Linked DNA regions of Mus musculus: all the other regions are linked to region 3. The links are chromatin contacts, called in public HiChIP or PLAC-seq and promoter capture Hi-C maps. All regions are on one chromosome and are shown on one strand. Each heading gives the region's core, a stretch centred on a gene start, on an enhancer-like site or on the middle of the called end of the contact. The rest is flanking DNA. Distances are from core to core; before and after follow the strand shown.

The links. Promoter capture Hi-C pulls out the DNA fragments that hold promoters and counts their contacts. HiChIP or PLAC-seq counts read pairs in DNA pulled down with a chosen protein or histone mark.
Region 1: a promoter capture Hi-C map of pre-B cells shows a contact between it and region 3. The contact joins the enhancer-like site here to the promoter of Dnajb9 in region 3. A contact is called at or near these places in 15 of 39 promoter capture datasets (the 3T3-L1 cell line, the C10 cell line, the HPC-7 cell line and 10 more), 4 of 15 datasets of contacts at CTCF or cohesin (CD8 T cells, the NIH/3T3 cell line, large pre-B cells and 1 more), 49 of 484 Hi-C or Micro-C datasets (the AML12 cell line, B cells, the Ba/F3 cell line and 39 more), 14 of 115 datasets of contacts at active chromatin or transcription factors (the 230-238 cell line, the HPC-7 cell line, bone marrow-derived macrophages and 8 more) and 3 of 9 other capture datasets (adipose tissue, liver and pancreatic islet).
Region 2: a contact with region 3 is called in an H3K27ac HiChIP or PLAC-seq map of extraembryonic endoderm stem cells. The contact joins the enhancer-like site here to the promoter of Dnajb9 in region 3. A contact is called at or near these places in 6 of 39 promoter capture datasets (the C10 cell line, liver, neutrophils and 1 more), 4 of 115 datasets of contacts at active chromatin or transcription factors (bone marrow-derived macrophages, extraembryonic endoderm stem cells, large pre-B cells and 1 more) and 3 of 9 other capture datasets (adipose tissue, liver and pancreatic islet).

Annotation. Positions count from the first base shown.
Region 1 is chr12:44,281,985-44,285,147 of GRCm38.p6, forward strand. It overlaps Pnpla8 (patatin-like phospholipase domain containing 8), which reads left to right. Exons shown (of 10, transcript NM_026164.2): 2 at 594-1,720; 3 at 1,809-1,958. The coding sequence starts at 683. Among named protein-coding and RNA genes, the nearest start is that of Pnpla8, 14 kb to the left of the region's middle. Within about 2 kb of position 1,562, at least 37 of the 459 cell types and tissues checked have an H3K27ac peak or open chromatin away from gene starts, as enhancers often do. A contact at or near this core is called in the 230-238 cell line, the CH12 cell line, LSK cells and 7 more, where this site is marked.
Region 2 is chr12:44,299,135-44,302,454 of GRCm38.p6, forward strand. It overlaps Pnpla8 (patatin-like phospholipase domain containing 8), which reads left to right. Exons shown (of 10, transcript NM_026164.2): 7 at 100-157. Among named protein-coding and RNA genes, the nearest start is that of Nrcam, 28 kb to the right of the region's middle. Within about 2 kb of position 1,882, at least 10 of the 459 cell types and tissues checked have an H3K27ac peak or open chromatin away from gene starts, as enhancers often do. A contact at or near this core is called in extraembryonic endoderm stem cells, where this site is marked.
Region 3 is chr12:44,208,403-44,211,540 of GRCm38.p6, forward strand. It overlaps Dnajb9 (DnaJ heat shock protein family (Hsp40) member B9), which reads right to left and starts at 1,666. Exons shown (of 3, transcript NM_013760.4): 1 at 1,538-1,666. Mir5627 (microRNA 5627) reads left to right here and starts at 1,911; the gene lies at 1,911-1,971.

The DNA of each region.
Region 1 (3,163 bases), core at 312-2,811, 73 kb after region 3:
ACCATGTTCACTGTGGACTGAGCAGTCTATAAAGATACACAACAGATTAAATAAAGGCCTGACCCTTGCCTTCAGAGTACTAAAAATCTGATGTCTTAAACTAGTGAATAATTGAATAATAAAAAGAGAAACTGTATAATTAGAAAAACCTAGTAGGAGATGTCTCTGAATTCTTCTCCTAAACATCCTACTTCCAGCTTCTCACTGACATCTGCAGTGAACGCTTATTTATTCCTCCTTACTTTAAAAATGAAATCTCATCAGCATTTTGGAGATACAGTAGTGTATCTTTTAAAATTTTCATGTATTGATTTTTTTATGTGTTTGAGTGTTTTCCCTGCATATATATCTGTGTACCATATTTGTGCAGTGCCCTTGGAGACTTGGAAAGGGTACCTGACCCCCTGGAACTGGGAGCTGAACCCAGTCTTCTAACAAGAGCAAGAAGTACTCTCTTTACTGCTGAACCATCTCTCTAGCTTTATTCCATCTTTCTTTGAGATGGTTTATTGCTGTGGTACAAAGTCATATATATTAACTCAACTTTAATTTTTAACTTGAATGCTAATTAATTTTTTTTTTAACTATTTCAGGTAAGACCATGAATTATGGAATTTCCTAAATGAAGCATTCAGGAATGGAATGAGAGAATGTCACATAGAAAATAAATGATTTTTAAGTTATGTCTATTAATTTGACTCTAGATATATATATTTACTTCCTTAATAATGCAAGAAGTCTTTGTGGGAAACAGAGAAGCAAACAATTGCATTTTGTGTGTTCTAAACAGTATTGGCGCATGAACCATGTCAATGTGCACAGAGAGTTTCACACAAGTAAGAAAAGCTGTAAATGGAATAGAAGTGAAGCACATTGCAGCAAACACTGGCACTCTCCAAGCAACCATGGCTTACACTTTGGAATTGTGAGACTTAGCACTTCTGCTCCCAAGGGACTTACAAAAGTGAGCATTCATATGTCCCGTATTAAAAGTACTTTGAATTCAGTTTCAAAGGCTATTTTTGGCAGTCAAAATGAAATGGTTACACGGTTAGCTCAATTTAAGCCAAGTTCTCGAATATTAAGAAAAGTATCAGATAAGGGATGGTTAAAACAAAAAAATGTTAAGCAAGCCGTCGAGTCTCTGAAAAACTATAGTGATAAATCAGCAGGAAAGAATTCTTTAGCAGAACAGAAAAGTTACTTTGCAGATAAAGAAGAAGATTCAGGTAAACACAGCCTTTTCCATTACACATACGGTATAACCACCAGATTTGGAGAGTCATTCTCCGTTTTAGCAAATCATATTAATTCCTATTTCAAAAGCAAGGGAAAAATGTCTCAAACAAAGGAAGATAAACAGCTTCAGGACAAGCCAGACCTTGAAGAAAGGAAATCCAGTTCTCCAGGCCCTGACACCGTGGCAGACAGGCCAGACTCGGAATCTCCCCTAGAAGTTAAAGACAAACTTTCCAGCCCGACCCAGATGCCTGAGGCTCACCCAGTGTCTGCAAAACAAAGTATTGCTAACTTCCTTTCTCGTCCCACTGAAGGCGTACAAGCCTTAGTCGGTGGTTACATTGGTGGACTTGTACCCAAATTAAAGTCTGATCCCAAGAGTCCGCCCGAAGAACAGGAAGTGTCTGCTAAAACAGAGCAGGCTGTTAACAAAGACAAGAAGGCAGAGGAGAAAAAGCGTGTGCTACTTCAGCAAGAAAAGGCAAGTTGTCTTTCAGTGTGGGCTTAAGAAATGTTAACCATTTGTAGAGTAACTCCATCTTCTAATCATGTTTCATATCCCCTTACAGATTATTGCAAGAGTGAGTATTGATAACAGAACTCGAGCCTTAGTTCAGGCCTTAAGAAGAACAGCCGACCCAAAGCTCTGTATTACTAGGGTTGAAGAACTGACTTTTCATCTTCTAGAATTTCCTGAAGGAAAAGGAGTGGCTATCAAGGTAATTTCTAACTTATTTAATATTTGTCTTGAAAAAAAATTTAAATAAGCCTATTAAAGTGGGGAATGCAAAGCCTTTTTTATTTAAAATTTTTTGTTCTTTTAAATCATACAATATATATTCAGGAATTGTCTTATTTTATCATACACATTAGGCTAATGAGTTCCTTTTGTGCTGTGACATAAATTCTGCTATGAGCATGAATATTTATACTTTGAAGTGGAGCATACGTTTATGTCAGTTCCATTGCCTCAGAATCGTCAAATTCTTAATTGCAGTGCAGCTGTTTTACTGTGTAATTATTTTTCAAGATAGGAAATAGCCAGATGTGGTCAAACACCTTTAATCCCAGTATTTGGATCATAAATGTGAGACCAGCCTAGGCTATTTATTAAGATTCTGTCTAAAAGCAAAAGACGGAAACATAATGTGGAAAGCCATTGCTTTTGCACTTTGCCGGCCCCGCCAGGGTCTCTCCCGGGCTGAGCCCATGGCCTAAAAGAAACACACCAAGCCAGGAGTCTTGTTGAAGCAGGAACTCAGCTTTACGGCATCAGCCCCTCACTTATATAAGTTCGGAACATAGGGAGGGGGATTGTTGGTGGGGTAAGATGTCGTAGGAAGTGGAGAAGGGTGACCGAGGGTATGGAGTGACAGGGCCAAAGGCAGAGTTCTACATCAGCAGTGGCGGGGTAGAGGCAGGGCAGAGGCAGGGCCAAACTAGTCTTACTGAGTCACCCAGCTAGTAAGGGAATGAGACAGGTCTCAAAATTCAAGTCAGGCTTAGGTGTTCCCACAAGACCGCAGAAACTCAAGCCAGGCTTGGGTTTGTCCTCAAGGCCCAAACCAGGGCCAAAATGGGGCCCAACATTTCACGTTATCCCCTAATTTGGAAATACCATAATGATATTGTTACTGTTTACTAAAACCCAGTTAGTGCTTTTTTTTAACCTACCACTCAGAAAATTGTTAATTCATACTTTCTCTACCATTTGATATCTGTCTTGTTGAAAAGTATTTCTTTGAAATGTACCCTTCAGTAGTTTTATATTGTATAACACATACATTCAGAGTTTATATATTTCATATTCCTAAAATTTAAGATTTATCTTTCATATATATTGATATATTTTTGGAGATATGTTTTTGAAATACAGGTGTGCTTTTAAAGATAATGTTCATGTCAGGGATACCTAGAAAGGAGA
Region 2 (3,320 bases), core at 632-3,131, 91 kb after region 3:
TACACATGCCAACCACAAAGCTACAGGCAAGTGTATAGTTCTTGATTGTTAAGAGATAAAGTAGTTTTGCTATAACTTATGTGTTCTTGTTTACTAAAGGGATAGAATTGGATCTGCACTAATGATTGAAACAGCGAGAAACCCCGCATGTCCTAAGGTGAGTGAAGTCTCTTAGGCAGAGCATCGCAGAGTCTGGGAAAAACATGTATTGTGAGAGACAGTCTTGTGAACTTCTTGTAATAGATGTTATTGCTTCCTTATCTATTAGGTCATTCTATTAAAATACAGGATGTAATTACTAGATAGTTTGAAATAAAAGTAATAGAAGTTTAAAAAAATTAATCGGGACTGAAAATATAGAATATTTTATCATTATTTTAACAAAATCTAGTCGAGTTAAGGAAAATTAAAGTATTTTTCTATCTTAGATTTTCAAAGGTAAGTTTTATATGTAAAATCAACAGGGTTAATTAATATACAAATGGAATCCTAATTTTTAAAAATTGAGTCATTTAGGTATGCCTCTATGTAGTTCGTCTTATTTGTTTGAAACTTCACAATCTGAAATTGTTTTAGCTTTGTGTTAACAATAATTGTTTGCTTGAGGATTATAATTGATGTGCCTAGAAATCCCACATGGCTTATAGTTACTATTGAATGGCAAGCTATTAGGATGCGAAATCAAGATATCACTCCTTCTGCTAGTCTTTGTAACTTCATCACTTTTTATTTTTGTAGTTGTCTTTTTTTTTTATTATTGGATATTTCCTTTATTTACATTTCAAATGTTATCCTCTTTCCTGTTCCCCCCCAAACCCCCTAGCCCAACACCCCTCCCCCTGCTTCTAAGAGGGTGTTTCCCCCACCCACTCACGCCTCCCTGCCCTTGAATTCACCAACACTGGGGCATCAAGCCTTCACAGGACCAAGGGCCTTGACTCCCATTGATGCCCAACAAGGCCATCCTCTGCTACATATGCAGCTGGAGCCATGGGTCCCTCCATGTGTACTCTGGTTGGTGGTTTAGTCCCTGGGAGATCTGGGGTACTAGTTGGTTGATAATGTTGTTCTTACCATGGGGTTGCAAACCCCTTCAGCTCCTTCAGTCCTTTCTCTAACTCCTCTACTGGGGACCCCATGCTCAGTCCAATGGTTGGCTGGCAGCATTCACCTCTGTATTTGTCAGGCTCTGGCAGAGCCTTTCAGGAGACAGCTATATCAGGCTGCTGTCAGCAAGCACTTGTTGGCATCCACAATAGTGTCTGGGTTTGGTGACTGTATATGGGATGGATCCCCAGGTAGGGCAGTCTCTGGATGGCCTTTCCTTCAGTCTGTGCTCCATACTTTGTCTCCATATTTGCTCCCATGAGTATTTAACTTCATCACTTTTATCCCTTCATGTTTGTGACTGCTATACATATGCCTTTGTGATAGCACTGAATTTGTGCATAATAATACTAAGGCTTTATTAGAATCACAGTGCTTTAAAAGTGTATAGAAACAAAGATGATTTATTTAAGTGCACTGTATTTGTTAATCTTTAGTGGCTGTATTTCTGATAATATTGTATTATTATGTTAAAAGTAAGCTAGACAGTTACATGGGACCACAGGGCTGTGAATTATCTTCTTAATGTGACTGTTAAGTAAATAATCTCACAAATGAAGTAGTCCTGAAATGGGTGCTGTGGACCAAACTAGCAGTTCTCTGAAAGCATACATTTCAAGGGATGTAAGGAAGGCTACTTTGTGAGACCTCATTGTGAAGGCTAGTAAGTAGGAGCATTCCTGGCAAAAGGACAAAGAAAGTGGTCTATGCAGGGCTCAAAGAGAATTCCAGGAACTGTAAGCTTTCCCAGAGACTAGCCCAAAGATCTGAGGGCAGCAACTGGAATGAGACTGGAATAGTAGGCAGATTACATCACACAGTGCTCCTGAAGGCCACAACAAAGAGATGACTTCATTCCTTGGGAGAGGACCTAGGATGTACCCTACCTACCCCTCTGGTTTGTTCTTCTAGATTACTGGGCCTCTGTTTTTGTTTGAATACTTGTTTACAAATTATGGGAAGTTGTTAACTTTGGGTAAAAGAATAGATGTGAAATCTTGAGCCATTTGCAAAGGTTTTTTTTTTGTTGTTGTTGTAATAGAGCAGACAGCTATCGTTAGGAGTCTAATTTTTTAAGATTTATTTATTATATGTAAGTACACTGTAGTTGTCTTCAGACACACCAGAAGAGGGCATCCAATCACATTACAGATGGTTGTGAGCCACCATGTGGTTGCTGGGATTTGAACTCAGGACCTCCAGAAGAACAGTCAGTGCTCTTAACCACTGAGCCATCTCTCCAGCCCTTGATAGGATTCTTAATCCTCTTTTTTTCTGTATCTTAGTTACAGAAAGACCCTCTGGATTTTAGTGAATGGCCAGCTGGTATCCATAGATGACAAAGAGTCATGAAGTCTAGAAATCTAGGATAGGACCTTTGTTTATTAAATGACAAAACAAACAGGACCATGACTGGGTTTGACACAGAACAGGAAAACTTAGGCCTGTCATTTGAAAGCTTTGAGAATTTGTGCAGGACTATGCTGTGACTTTACTAAAATCATATTTCCTCATTCTTTTATTTTATTGCAAATAGATTCTTTTCTCATATAATATATCCTGACTACAATTTTCCCTCCCTCTGTTCCCTGTCCCTTTCCATCTCCCCTTCCCATCTCCCCTTCCCTTCAGATCCACTCCTTTTTTTATCTCTCATTAGAAAACAGCAGGCTTCTAAGAGAAGACAGCCAAGCATGGCAAAATAAAATATAAGACAAAGCAAAGCCCAACACGTTGAAGCTGAACAGGGCATCCCAACAGAAGGAAAAGTGCCCCGAGAGTAGGCATAGGGATTTGAGACCCACTTGTTCAGGAACTTAAAAGGAGTCCCATGAAAATACTAAACTGAAAGCTATAATGTATATGCATAGGACCCAGTGCAGATCTGTGCAAGACCTGTGCTTTTTGCTTCAGCCTCTGAGTTTATATGAGCCTTGCTCAGTTGATTCAAAGGGTCTTAGTCTCCTAGTATGCTTCATCCCCTCTGGCTCTTGTACTTTTCCACCCAGTTGCTGCTCTAGTTGGTGATAAGACCTACAAGAATGGAGCCAGTAAATAAGATAGAATAAAGTCTCACTCAAGAACCGCCTTTATGAAAAAAAAAGGAAAGAAAAGAAAGAAAGAACCTTCTTTATTCAGAGCATCTTAACCACCATTTCCTGAGGGTTAAGGAAAGTCACCTGGGTGAAGTTTTTTGTGAGTTCAAGCTGTAT
Region 3 (3,138 bases), core at 416-2,915:
TGAGACAGCAGCATCAAGCTGTTATGCACATAGTATCACATTAGTCACGCTCTTGTACTTCTGATATTAGAGTCTATTAGCAAGGCTTTTCTTATCTACTGGAAAGATAAAACTGATAGTTTCTTAGGAAGGCTTAGGATTTCTACTACTTGATGGTGAACTTGTCTGCCTGTGATACAAAAGGTATTATTACTTGTTTATATTATTATTTAATACTGCATTTTCCTGAGGTGGCTCCTGATCTACCCCAGCTTCCTCAGCGCTGTCTTCATTACCACATTTAATTTCAGAATATAAACCAATTACTGAAAAAGAAATCTGTCTTTTCTGTGTTTGGCTAGAACCGCAGGAAGAAAGGCAAAGGTGGGGAAGGAAAGATTTTTCTCAAATCTGTAAAATCTATTTGATCTTAAAGTGGTTAAAATAGTCTGTTTGCATAAATTTAACTTCCCAAATACTTCAGAAATATCGGTAAATAACATCTGCTTAAGGCTCACAATTAGTAAAACTTATACTTCTTTGAAAGCTGAGCTACCAGAGGAAGAAAAGTTTATACTTTGGATAAGTTGGGTTATTACTGGGCTTCCCAGATTTCTCAGCAAGTAAAATGTTTCTCTTTAAAACAAAGTTTTACCTAAGAACTATTGGTAACACATAATGATTCGAGATGAAGTGTATTTCTTTGCTTTTTTGAATGCTGTACCACAGAAGTCCTTAATGACCTATGATGACATAACAGGGCTGATGAAAAAGGCACTATGGTTTGTGGAAACTGCCAGCCAACCTCTCCTGTGGCCTATCCTAAGCATAATTAGCAGGTAGATTACTTTTTTCCCGAGACTTAGTCATAGTCACGCGTACCAAGTACAAACTCTCTAAAGAACTCAAGCAGAAAGCCTGGCGTTGTGCCCCACGCCTTTAATCGCAGCACTCAGAAGGCAGGGGCAGGCGGGGATCACTTTGAGTTCAAAATCAGCCTGGTCTCCATAGTGAGCTCCAGGGCAGCCAGATCTACCCTGACTTAAAAAAAAAAGTAGATTTTTTTTTTTAAAGTTAATGTAAGCGGAGCATGTCCGATGATGGTCGCCAGAGGCTGCGGTTGTTCGCTAGTCAAAGGGCTGGTCCACAACTGACAGCAAGGCGGCTCGGTGACAAACGAGATCCCGCCGCTTCAAGCTGCCCCTGGAGATGTTTTTAGTGCCCGAGCTTTAGCTTCCCCATCAAACCCACTCTGCCCAAACAATGGGATCGCCCTCCCCGAACCCGCTGGAGGGCTGGCCGGTCCGGCGTCCCGGCCCACTCCACTCAGAGCGTCAGCTCCATGCTCCGGCCCTGCCGGCGAGCTCCGCGACCTGCCGGCCTGGCCTCGGGGAAGACGACCCCCCAACCCCACCGCAAGCACGAGCTGTGACGCAGCCATCTCGGGGTACAGTCGCGTCGCTTGGCTTCCCAACGCGGCTGATAGGTGGTAGGACACCAAGGCCAAGGCGGAACACAAAGCGGGACCCGACTCGGCGCCACCCTCCCCGGTCCTTACCTGTGCGCCCCGACGCAGCTTCTCCACAGCGCGGCGGCCCGGCTCCGGTTCCCTGACCCCGGCCGCACAGGCTCCGACCTCGCCTCCGAACGCCGAGTAGCCTCCTCCCAGCTCGGCCCGTTCCCTACTGGCGGGAGCCCGTGGCTGGCGCGACCGCTTATAGAGCCGACCTACACGAAACGCTTCCCCATTGGCTCCCGCCGGCCCACCTGACTTTGGCGCCCTACGCGCACGTGGAAAACTGTTGTTGCCGTTTGGTCCTTGCGTCACTTCCGTCGCCACCCTCCGAGGGGCGGTGCCAAGGTGTGCGGAAGCGGAAGTGAGTCGACGATTTCCTCATCCTTCCCTGGGGCGCATCGCGCGCAGGCGCTTTAGAGGGTGCGCCGGGCCCTGCGTCCCCGCCCTAGAGGACAGGGCTCTCCGGCGCCCCTCGTGGGCCTTTTCAGCCTGCAGAAAGCTTCGCTGTTGAGCGGTCATCGCTCGCGCGGTCGTAATAAAGAGCTTTTATTCATAAGTGGCCAGGTGACCAGAAAACTCAGGTCTCACCCTTAGGCGATGTGTCATTGAGAGGCCATTAGAGCCCAAGCCTGCCTCTGTCATGTTAGTCTCTTAATCCTCAATTCCCCAAAAGGCGGGAGCCCACTGTATTGCACACTGCTTTGTAGGCAAGACCACGCTGTGTTGCTTTAACACAGCAAAGTTTGCACGGGGCTCGGGCTTTTCCAGCTCTTTCCCTCCCTCAGCTTGACCTCATTTCAACAGTAGGTATGTTGAAAGTACATCTGAAAGTGGGAAGGTGAGGTTCCTGTGAGGTTGGTCACTCAGTGCAACCCTGTTTCTTGTTTTTGTTTTAATGTTAATTTATTTTGAGTGCTCTACCTTCGTGTACACCTCTTTGCCAGAAAGAGGGTGTGAGCCACCATGTGGTTGCTGGGAATTGAACTCAAGAACTCTAGGAAGAACAGACAACCCTCTTAAACCACTGAGCCAACTCAAAGCTCAAAAACCCTGTTTCTCCTGCGAAAAAGGAGGCAAAAAGAATGTAAGCAACCTTGAAAACTGCCAGACTAGAATTATAACTTGTCCCATTATGTCTTCAGTTATGGAAGAGAGCATAATAGATATTATCTCAACAACAGCATGACATATTTCAAAAACAATAGGTAAGTACTTAGTTTTATTCAGAAGCCAAGGCAAGTTTGTCAAATTCCAAAGCCAGGTTTGCTGAGTTCCAACCCTGGTTCCCTTACATTGTAACTGAAAGACCCTTTGTTTAATCCTTTGGCACCTCTGATTTTTCTTCTGTACAGGTAAACAGATAAAGGAGGACTTAACAGGGAGTATGTACTTATGTGAAAAATCAATGTATTTAAAACATCCCATTTCTTTTCCTCTTGTAATGAAAAATAATTCTAGTGCTAGCCTGACTTTTCTGTTACTTCAAACTTTATTTTTCTCCCTGTGGTCAATTGGTAAGATTCTAGTAGATTTGCATGCATTGAGTGTTCAGCTCATCCTGTACCCAGGGTATGGTGGTGCACATTTATAATCTCAATGCTCTGGATGCTGAAGCAAGACAATCGGGAGCTCAAGGCCACACT